Regions from separate parts of the Mus musculus genome. Here region 2 is linked to region 1. Evidence: chromatin contacts called from public Micro-C data. All regions are on one chromosome and are shown on one strand. Each heading gives the region's core, a stretch centred on a gene start, on an enhancer-like site or on the middle of the called end of the contact. The rest is flanking DNA. Distances are from core to core; before and after follow the strand shown. Region 1 has its middle 4.9 kb from the start of n-TPagg5. Region 2 overlaps Setd7 (SET domain containing (lysine methyltransferase) 7).

Evidence for each region. A called contact is a pair of places that touch in the nucleus more often than the background predicts.
Region 2: a contact with region 1 is called in a Micro-C map of the G1E-ER4 cell line, with 5 times the contacts expected there. The contact joins two enhancer-like sites. A contact is called at or near these places in 4 of 484 Hi-C or Micro-C datasets (the G1E-ER4 cell line, the N1E-115 cell line and embryonic stem cells), 2 of 115 datasets of contacts at active chromatin or transcription factors (memory CD8 T cells and pancreatic cancer cells) and 2 of 9 other capture datasets (adipose tissue and pancreatic islet).

What each region holds. Positions count from the first base shown.
Region 1 is chr3:51,361,678-51,366,962 of GRCm38.p6, forward strand. No RefSeq gene overlaps it. Among named protein-coding and RNA genes, the nearest start is that of n-TPagg5, 4.9 kb to the left of the region's middle. Within about 2 kb of position 3,659, at least 116 of the 459 cell types and tissues checked have an H3K27ac peak or open chromatin away from gene starts, as enhancers often do. A contact at or near this core is called in the G1E-ER4 cell line and adipose tissue, where this site is marked.
Region 2 is chr3:51,550,348-51,555,336 of GRCm38.p6, forward strand. It overlaps Setd7 (SET domain containing (lysine methyltransferase) 7), which reads right to left. Exons shown (of 8, transcript NM_080793.5): 2 at 1-17. Among named protein-coding and RNA genes, the nearest start is that of 5031434O11Rik, 7.1 kb to the right of the region's middle. Within about 2 kb of position 2,909, at least 232 of the 459 cell types and tissues checked have an H3K27ac peak or open chromatin away from gene starts, as enhancers often do. A contact at or near this core is called in the G1E-ER4 cell line and adipose tissue, where this site is marked.

The DNA.
Region 1 (5,285 bases), core at 2,409-4,908:
CAGCACCTATGGGACCCCCACCACCACCACCAAACAGTGGCCCTGGACAGAAATTGTGACAATTCGAGACTAGCCAGTGGGTGAAAGGGATGAGAGATATGTAGTCCCAGGTGAAACCCCCTTTACTGTACCCCCTGTCTTAGTTAGGGTTATTGTGAAGAGACACCGTGACCAAGGCAACTCATAAAGGAAAACAGGAGCCTGCTTACTGTTTAGAGGTTCAGTCCATTATCATCATGGTGGGAAGCATGGTCATGTGCAGGCAGACTTGGTGCTGGAGAAGAAGCTGAGAGTTCTACATCTTGATGCAAAGGCAGCCAGGAGGAGACTGGATTCCACACTGGGCATTTAAGACCTCAAAGCCCAGGCCAGGCAGAGGAAGCACACGCCTTTAATCCCAGCACTCAGTAGGCAGAGATAGGCAGATTTCTGAGTTCGAGGCCAGCCTGGTCTACAAAGTGAGTTCCAGGACAGCTGGGGCTACACAGAGAAACCTTATCTTGAAAAAAACAAAACAAAACAAACAAACAAAACCTCAAAGCCCGCCTCCACAGTGACACATTTCCTCTCACAAGGCCACACCTCCTCCATGGGCCAAGCATCCAAATACGTGAGTCTATGGGGCCAAAGCTATTCAAGCCACCACACCCCCTTTATGGACAAAGAGACGATCTCCACTATCCTTCTGATTTAGTGTCCGCCTGCCACAGAGCCCACATGGTGTGTAGAGGCTCCCTGTTGAATTGCAGGTTTATTGGCTCAGTGGCTATTGGAGCATTGTAGTGACCCCAAAGTGCCAAGAGCAATGGCAGCAGTTGGGATCTTGGGATGGTGCAGGGGATAAGGACTAAGCCTGTGTCTTAGTTAGGGTTTCTACTGCTGCAGTGAAACACCATGACCAGAAAGCAAGATGGGGAGGAAAGGGTTTATTCAGCTGTTTATCTTTGAGGGAAGCCAGGACAGGAACTCAGACAGTGGAGGATCCCAGAGGCAGGAGCTGAAGCTGAGGCCACGGAGGGCTGCTTGTCTTAGTTTGGGTTTCTATCGCTATGTAGTGACACCGTGATCACGGCAACTCTTATGAAGGAAAACATTTCATTGGGGCTGGCTTGCAGTGTCCATTATCACCATGGCAGGAAGCATGGTGGCATGTGGGCAGACATGGTGCTAGAGAAGGAGCTGAGAGTTCTTCATCTGGATCGGAAGCCAGGGAAGGGACAGTGAACCAATAGGCCTTGCTTGAGCTTCTAAAACCACAAAGCCCACCCATCAGTGACTCTCTTCCTCCAACAAGGCCACACTTCGCAGTAGTGCCAGCCCTTGAGTCTATGGAGCCATTTTTATTCAGACCACCATGGTGCTGCTCATTGGCTCACTCTTCATGGTGTGCTCATCCTGCTTTCTTATAAAACTCAGGACCACCAGCCTAGGCATGGAACCACCCACAGTGGGCTGGGCCCTCTCCCATCAATAACTAATTAAGAAAATATCTTAGGGCTTGAGAGATGGCTCATTGCTTAAGAACACTGACTGCTTGCTCTTCCAGAGGTCCTAAGTTCAATTCCCAGCAACCATGTGGTGGGTCACAACCATCTGCAATGGGGTCTGATGTCCTCTTCTGGTGTGTCTGAAGAGAGCAATGGTGTACCTATATACATAAAATAAATACATCATTAAAAAAGAGAGAGAGAGCCGGGCGTGGTGGCACACACCTTTAATCCCAGCACTCGGGAGGCAGAGGCAGGCAGATTTCTGAGTTCGAGGCCAGCCTGGTCTACAGAGTGAGTTCCAGGACAGCCAGGGCTATACAGAGAAACCCTGTCTTAAAAAACCGAGAGAGAGAAAGAGAGAAAGAGAGAGAGAGAGAGAGAGAGAGAGAGAGAGAGAGAGAGAGAGAGAGAGAATAGCTTACATCTGGGTCATATGGAGGCATTTTTCTCATTTCCCTCCTTCAGATAACTCTATCCTGTGTGTCAAGTTGGCATAAGTTTACACAGTAAGTCGCAGTGATAGCAATTGTCTCTCTCCAAGGGTAAACCCTGAGTGAACTTCTTCTCAGCAGGAGAATCTACTGGGGGTGGACACACTGCTGGTGCTCACCCTGCACGCCGCCATTGCAGAATTTCACCTGAGAGTGCAAAATGTCAAGACCGCCGTTTGTGAGTGGCCCCCTGGGAACCTAGAAAGTTCCGGCTCTGAGTCGACCTATAAATATCAAATTGTACTGACTACCTGGAAGTCTATGCTGAAATTACAGCAACTTTAAAGGAGCTAGAAAGATTAGAGGTTATTTGCTCAACCCGAAGGCCTTTCTTTCTTCAGCTTGGTGTGTGGCCTGTGAAGATGCCAGACAGCTCCTATAAAAGACTTCAGATGAAGAGAGCTAAGTAAGGTCGACCCCATCTACACCGCTGTGGCCAGCACTACTAAGTAAGGTAGTTACCATGTCTATGCCACTGTGCCCAGCACGGCTCTTATGCCAGAACAACAGATACAAGTAATGGCATCTCTCCATGTGGTGTTGGAACTTGCGAACACACCTATTTTCCTTCTTTCTCTTTTCTTTCTTCTTCCTCCTCCTCCTCTTCCTCCTTCTACTTCCTTCTCTTCCTTCTTCTTTTCCTTCTTCCTCCTCCTCTTCCTTCTTTTCCTTCTTCTACCTTCTTCCTCCTCCTCCTCTTCCTCCTTCTACTTCCTCCTCTTCCTTCTTCTTTTCCTTCTTCCTCCTCCTCTTCCTTCTTTTCCTTCTTCTACCTTCTTCTTCCTCCTCCTCCTCTTCCTCCTTCTACTTCCTCCTCTTCCTTCTTCTTTTCCTTCTTTCTCCTCCTCTTCCTTCTTTTCCTTCTTCTACCTTCTTTTCTCCTCCGTCTTTTTGTATTCTCTGAGTTGCTGAATCCCCAGGGGTTATTTAAATTCAAAGGAGTCTCTACCACTCATGCAAAATTACCTGCCACACTGTCTATTTGTCAAGGGAAGGTGGCTGGAGACCTTGCTTTCTCCTCCTGCTCTCTCCCCTAAGTGAAAAAGTTTCACAACACGTCTCTGAAAGACTTCGCGGTGTGCACCTCAGGGAAGCAGGATGGGCAGTCAGTCCACAAAAGGCAAGGGCGAGCTCCTCTGTGAAATTCTAGATCTTATACTCCAGTAAGAGGGGTATCAATATCACACCCAACAACTTAGTAAAAATGTACCACGTGCTGTAAGTGCTAAAATAGATAGATGGCTCAAGAGGCTCCTGAGTAAGCTAAGGTCCTTGCAAGATAACCTTAATGGCCGTGTCCCTTTGTGTTAGAAGTCACCAGATGTTCGGGGGACTATGGAAAAAAACAGCTTGAGCAAACAGTTCTAATAGCGTTTGGGTCCTAGCCATGGAAAGGGAAGGAAGCTGGCGCACAGTACTAAAACAGCAACTGCTGGATGAACGTGGAGCATTCCAACAGGAAGGGCCCAGCATCCCAGTGACAGCGAAAGCTGCATATCCAAATAAAGGCCACGTCTCTTTCTCCGGTAGCGCGAAATCAAACTTGCCAGAGGCGGCTCGCACTTTTTACAGCAATGTGGTGCGGTGTTTGCAAGTCCCGTCGCCAAGGCCGTGCAGGCTGTGTTGGCACCAGTGTTCTTTCAAGCTTCTAAGCCGCCCCCGGGTAAGTGAACCAAGCGCTAGGAGAGATAAAGTGCTAAGAGGGACACCATCTGTCTGCAGAAGGGGAGGACACCAAACGGGACTGGGTGGCGGTCGAAATGCAAATGAACACTGACACCGTGTGGCTGGAGAAAGGAAGCAAGAAAGCGAGAAAGCGTAGCCAGCGGACTGAGATAAGAGACAGCAGAGTGGAAAGTACCAGTTTCACTGGTAGTGAGATTTACCCTGTGACAATCCATATGGACAGTAGCGGGGCTGTATTCGGAGGTCTGACTTTATGGCTGGCCCAATGGGAAAAGAACCAGGTGGATGCTCTTTCCACCACTGTGGGGCAGCAGATCTTGGAGGACATATGTAACAGAGTTCAACAGGAATCAGTGGTTTTCTATGTGGCTGGCAGCCCATAGCTGGTTGAGGTTTGAAAATCGGGAAGCAGATGCCCTTACCAAGCTACAAGCCATCTGCCTCCAGAGATCACTGGAGGCTCTTATCTACAGTCTGGCCACAGTGATTTGGCACACACTGGAAAGTAGCTAGAGCTACCAACATTCCCATGAAATAGTCTGCTATTCTGCATGGTAACAATAAATGTGAGGCATGTTCCAAATTAAGACACGGAGAGACTATACAGGGTCCGTATATGTCAGTAAGGATACAAGTCGGTGCTCACCTGTGTGGACACTGCCGCAAGTCCATTGTCTCCAAGCCTTAATGCCCCAGTCTGCTAACCTGGGCCTAGTCTTGGAAGCCTCTACCCTCCATACAATATTATGTAGGCCTAGGATGTTTTCAGCCTCCGAAACTTGCTGCTGGCTAAGCACACCCTTTCTTCTTCCTTCTGAACTCTGGCTGGTTGGTTCAATCTAGCTCTTCTGACTCAAACTCCTCTCTCTCCAAGCTGTCTTCTCTCTCAGTCTCTGAATTGCTCTGCTGTGCCTCAAACTAACAGTAGCAATGTTCTAATATGGCTTCTTCTCATTTTCTGGCTCACTCTGTCTTTACCTGTCTCTGTACAACTGTCCTGGTAAAACTGTGTCTTAGTTAGAGTTTCCATTGCTGTGAATAGACACCATGACCAAGGCGAGTCTTATAAAAGCAAACATTTAATTGGGGCCGGCTTACAGGTTCAGAGGTCCAGTCCACTATCATCATAGCAGGAACTACGGCAGCATGCAGGAAGGCATGGTGCTAGAGAAGGAGCTGAGAGTTCTGCATCTTGACCAGAAGGCAACCAGGGGAGACTGGCCTCCAGGCAGCTAGGAGGATGGTCTCAAAGCCTACCCCACAGTGACTCACTTCCTTCAACAAGGCCACACCTACTCCAAAAAGTCCACATCTCTTAATAGTGTCACTCCCTGGACCAAGCGTATTCAAACCACCACAAACTGCCTCCTTCCTCTTTCTCTCGCTCTAGGCTGCTCCACTCTCCTTCTCAACTCTACTGTACCACTCTCTAGGAACGCTACTGTATTCCTGTGCTGAATGCTCCTCTTCCTCTCTCCTTGTGAGAGTTGGGAGTATCCTATCTGTCAGATCTTTCTCTGATTCGTCACTTTTTCTGCCACTCAATTAGACATCACTTTCAAACATGGGTGTTTCCTTCTACAGACGAACTTTACCTTCATTGTTTGGATTAAAGCTG
Region 2 (4,989 bases), core at 1,659-4,158, 190 kb after region 1:
GTCATCGTCCAGGTGCCCTGGGGAAAGAGAAAGCGTCAGCTCAGGATGGCAAGACAAGTCTCAGAAGCTGCCAAGGGGAGGCCAGAAGAGCGCATCAAGGCCCTGCATCTGGGATTACACGTGGGTTTGAGCATGGGTTCTGGGAGCTGAATTCAACCAAGAGTAGCAAGTGCCCCTAGCTGCTGAGCCGCCGCTCCAGCCCTACTTCCACTTCCATGTCTTGAGAGGACCAAGTATGCAGAACTTTCTCAGCCCCCCCACCCCACCCCCACCCTGTTGAGGAAGATCTACTTGATGTTTTGTATACTTCGTGAACTGGCTGGTCCATACAGAAAGGCCGGGGCACGTTTGAAGACATAGAGTTTGCACTGGCTTGCCTTTTCCCTGCGACATGGATGCATGGTCAGTAGAGCCATCTACACCCTGGTTACCACTGCCCAAGCTCCTAAGGCACACACTTGGTTACCACCAACTTGTTTCACAAACTCCAGCCCCACCCCATTGGTATCTCCCCATCATTTATTTGGGTGAGAAGATTTTGCAGAGAAGAGTGAAAATAAAGCCAGTCATTTCTCTACTGGCTTCTCCCCTGGGTTAACAACTGGGATCATGGGTGCAAACATTCAATACCGTGCAATGCAGGGACATTACTCAATATGGCTTCCAGATGGCCTATTAGCATCTATTAGCATCTCCGAATCTCCTAGCATTTCTATTTAAGATGATAAAGTCCCAGGGTAAGGACAGAACTCAGGGGTAGAAGGCTTAGTTGGCGTCCCCGAGAACCTAAGCAATACCCAGCCCTGCAAAGTTAAAAAAAAAAAATTAAAAGAGATAGAAGGCTATAGTCTCTTAGAAGAGATGATAAGTGGTCATAAAAAAAATGCTCTTTATATTACTGACGACTGAAACATAAAATCATAGCAAAAAAAGACCGTATTTTATCACTCTGACTATATGGAATGAGTTACCTGGGACATAGTACAATGATTCATGCTATTATTTATCTGTGGATTGAGTTACCTAGGGCATTGCACAATAGCACATGCTATGATTTATTTGTTTATTATGTGGATGTGTGTGCCTGCTTGAGTTCATGTGCACCACACACGTAGCCTTCTGAGGACAGATGAGGCTGTTGGAGCCCCCGAAACTGGATGAGAGCCATCATGTGGGAGCTGGGAGCCCAACTGGAACTGTCTTAGCATGGAGTGGCCTCTTTGGGCCCGTATATGGCTATATAAACACACCACAGACAGGTTAGTTTCTTTTTTAACACAAACTTTTTCTCCAAGAGTCAGGAAATCAAGGGTCAGAGGGAATCCAAGCTAGTCCAAGCTTGCTTTCTTTTGGTAGAAAAACTAAATTACATGATATAATTCTAATAGAGTCATATGGAATAATTTGGACAACTATTTTCTAACCATCTACTGATGACATTCTTTCACTGAAACAGGAAAAAAAAATGCCATTAACACTCCTATGTATTTAGTGTCCTACTTTCGATTTGGTGGATATATCAGAATAATTAGGTTAGTCTCTCACGAGAGTAATTACTGATGTGTACGAATACTCCCACAATGGAGAAAGGTGCACACCCTTCAGACTTTAAAAAGAGATTGCTAATAAAATTGTTTTTCTACTGTAGATCAAGAGAAACATCATGATAAACATGGACACGGAGGGGTGAAGGAAAGCCAGTGTAGTGTAATCCATCTATATTCCTTTCTCCCTGGCCTATATCTGAATCAAACACTACAGGTGCAGGCATGCTCCGCACAGAACTCAGATATTAAAAGTGGAAGAAGGTACCATGTAACTGAAAGCAGGCAGAGGTCAGTTCTGACCCCAGAACTGATTTTCATGAGGACAATAAAAACCTCTGCTCCATGACTGGCCTGTCTGGACCCTTCTGCAACAGGCCAGTGGGAGGAAACCCCTCCACTCTTTGCTGGAGGATTCTGAGTGACACCCACCTCTCTGAGGACCTTGTGCATCTAGAAGGAGAAACACGTGGACGGTGAATTTCCCTGCTGGTCTGTCTGCACATGAAAGTCCTGAGATCTGTCAGACCTCTCTCAGGATTTCCACCTTGACTTGGTTTGTTTTGTATTCTCAGGTGTAAGCAATGCAAAGATTAGAAACTAGAGAGTGTCTGAAATTTCCACATTTACATTTATGGTGTCAGTTTTCCAGACTGCTAAGTAGCTAAACCAAAACAGCAGAACCAAACAACCTGGGTGTGGCAGTACAATTCTGCCATCTTACTACTAGGGATTAGGAGTTGATCGCCTTGGTAGGCAGCAAGTTTGAGGCCAGCCTGGGGCTGCGTAACATTCAGTCTCTGACACAAAGCACACCAGAGCAGAAGGGAAGGAACAGACAACCATAATCAGGACAATAGCAACAGAAAGACTTCGGACAAACCTAGGGAAGAGATTAGGATGTTAAAATCCTGCTGCCTCTGAGCACAAGGACTGTGAGCGGTCTCAGCACCCTTCTTACTCAGATGCTGCTAGCATAGCAAAGTTGTGTGGCATCACAGCTTAAGCAGCCAACCTAACATCACTCACTATCCAGAGAAGAAAACAACGATGAAGCTACTTGTTTGGGGCAGTGGGGGCGGGGCTAAATGCTTTTTTGGTACCTTGTTGAAACCTCAGATGCCTAAACACTACCACATGACCTGTGAGAGAAAGCTGATAGCGCTAAATTCGTGCAAGGTTGGGGAAAGCTCTGGCCTCCAACCCACCCATCCACTTTCTTTCTAGAGAAAGGCAAACAGGAGCCCAAGGGGAACCTTGCTGATGGCAGAGCACGAGCTGCCTGCAACTGCGGCTCCAGAGACCCCACACCCTCTCCTGCCCTCTGGCACACACATAAGCAATACGAGTAATTTAAATTAGAAAGTGAAAGAGAAACTTAGGGGAACTAAAAGGATGGCAGGGAAGCATGGGGCGATGCATTCAAAGTACATACTTGTATGAAAATAACCTTACATAACCCAAGTACGAGGAAAAGAAAATACATATTTAAAAAAAAAATCAGTATTTCAAGTTGTATGACCACGTAATGACTGTGCACTATTGAGCCAAATGGTTCACTGTGATGACATATCTTCTTAACAAAAACAAAACCCAAACCAGAAACAAACAAAAAAAACTACCAGCGATGCCCAGGCTCCTTATAGAGAAACGCAAGGAGACTTTGTGGGCAGGCTGCAGAGAATGCCAGGATTCTTAACATCATATCCTGGCTGCAAATTCCAATCCCTTGCCTGTGTTGCTAACTCAGTGTGGAAACTCTAGTCCTTGCTGAAGACTACAGAATGCGCCGAGTCAGCTAACCCCCTTGCAGGCCAGTTCCCAGTACACAGAAGGTGGGCACCAGGCCCAAACGCCAGGCCAAACTCACTGGAATGATCGCTTTGTGCTAATAACACAGCCCCAGCAAGCAAGGCACCCAGGATCTGTCTACAGAAAGACTGAACCGGTAGCCAGAAAAAAGAAAAAATTAACGGGTCTGATTTTCTTTCCATTCTGTTCTAAAGATTTTTATCCACCAAGCAAATAGAAACATTTTCCCTAGACTCACCTCTGAGCAGAGGTATTTTTTCCTTAACTTGATAAGACTGGTGGTCTGTTACGTTGCCCTGGGATCAGAGATGGGTCACTGCCTGCTTCCAACTTAGAAGAGACCTGAGCGCTCTGGGTGAATATTTCCCTCAGGACGAGAGACCTTGGCCCATACTGGTTTTTTTGCATACAAAACTCGGCTCCTCCTCTCCCTCAGAAAAATCATTTAAGAAAAGCAAGTTTACTGATGCCGGAAGCAAGCCTTCCTCATGAAGGATACACAGTGGCTCAGAAAGGCACAGGAACACAGGTGTGAGCTGGCAACGGCTGCGGTTTTCATGTATGGCTCACAGAGAATGGTGAGCATTCTGTCCCAGGCCCAGGGTGCAGACACAGATAAGAGACAGGCAGGGCTGGACAGTACGGGGGTTGTTAGTAAAATAACCCTGACTGTTTGGAGCGGACGGGGATGCCAGACCATGGAGCTACGTGTTTTCACTGTGGGCCCTTGTTCTGAGGACTCTGACATTTTTCCATTTTGAGCTCTTTCCCTCAGTGTCTCTTACACATTTCCAGGCTTTTCTTTGTCTTTTTTCCCCCCTATCCTCATAACTGCACGTCTGATACCACGAGAGCCTCAGCTATTGCTACATGTCTTCCCACTGCCTAGCGCATCAGTTTAACTTCCCGAGCAGGGCTCTGACCCTGTCTGTCACTCCTCTGTTCCAACACACAACCAACACTCTCAGCCTGTGGCCCCGCTTCCTTTTGCCATATCCCCCTCGTGGGCCATTTTCTCTTTTCAGCCTCATGTTTCAGCTGAAGTAAAAAGAGTATTTTCTGGGGTGGGGGTGGGGGCGGCACACAATTGCCTCTCACCTATATGCACCAAGCGCTTGCTTGCTCTCTCTCTCTCTCTCTCTCTCTCTCTCTCTTTCTCTCTCTCTCTCTCTCAGGTTAATTCTGCCATCTCTTCAGGGAAGGCTCATCCCATGTACTTCTCTAGGCTGCAGGGAATTGCTGGCCTCAAGGTGCATGCATCCATGTCTTAGTCCTTCCCCAACCTACAGGATTCACCAAGAGCCCTGGCTGGCCTCCAACTTACAACAATCTCTCACCTCAGGCTCCCAAGTGTGGGTCAGATTTGATGTTTATTTATTTGTGAGAATGTATGCATACTATATATGCCCAGGTAAGCACAAACCTGGTGCTAATGTGGAAGCTGGAGGACGATAAAAGTCAGTTTTCTCATTCTTCCATGTGGGGACTAGGGATCGAACTCAGAACAAACGCCTTTACCCGTGAGCCATCTTGTTTGCCCATGCTTTGTTTTGTTGTTTTAAAGCCTCAGCGATGGCCAGGAGGCGTAGCCTATACTTCTAAACCCAGCTTCTTAGGAGAGCGAAGCAGGAGG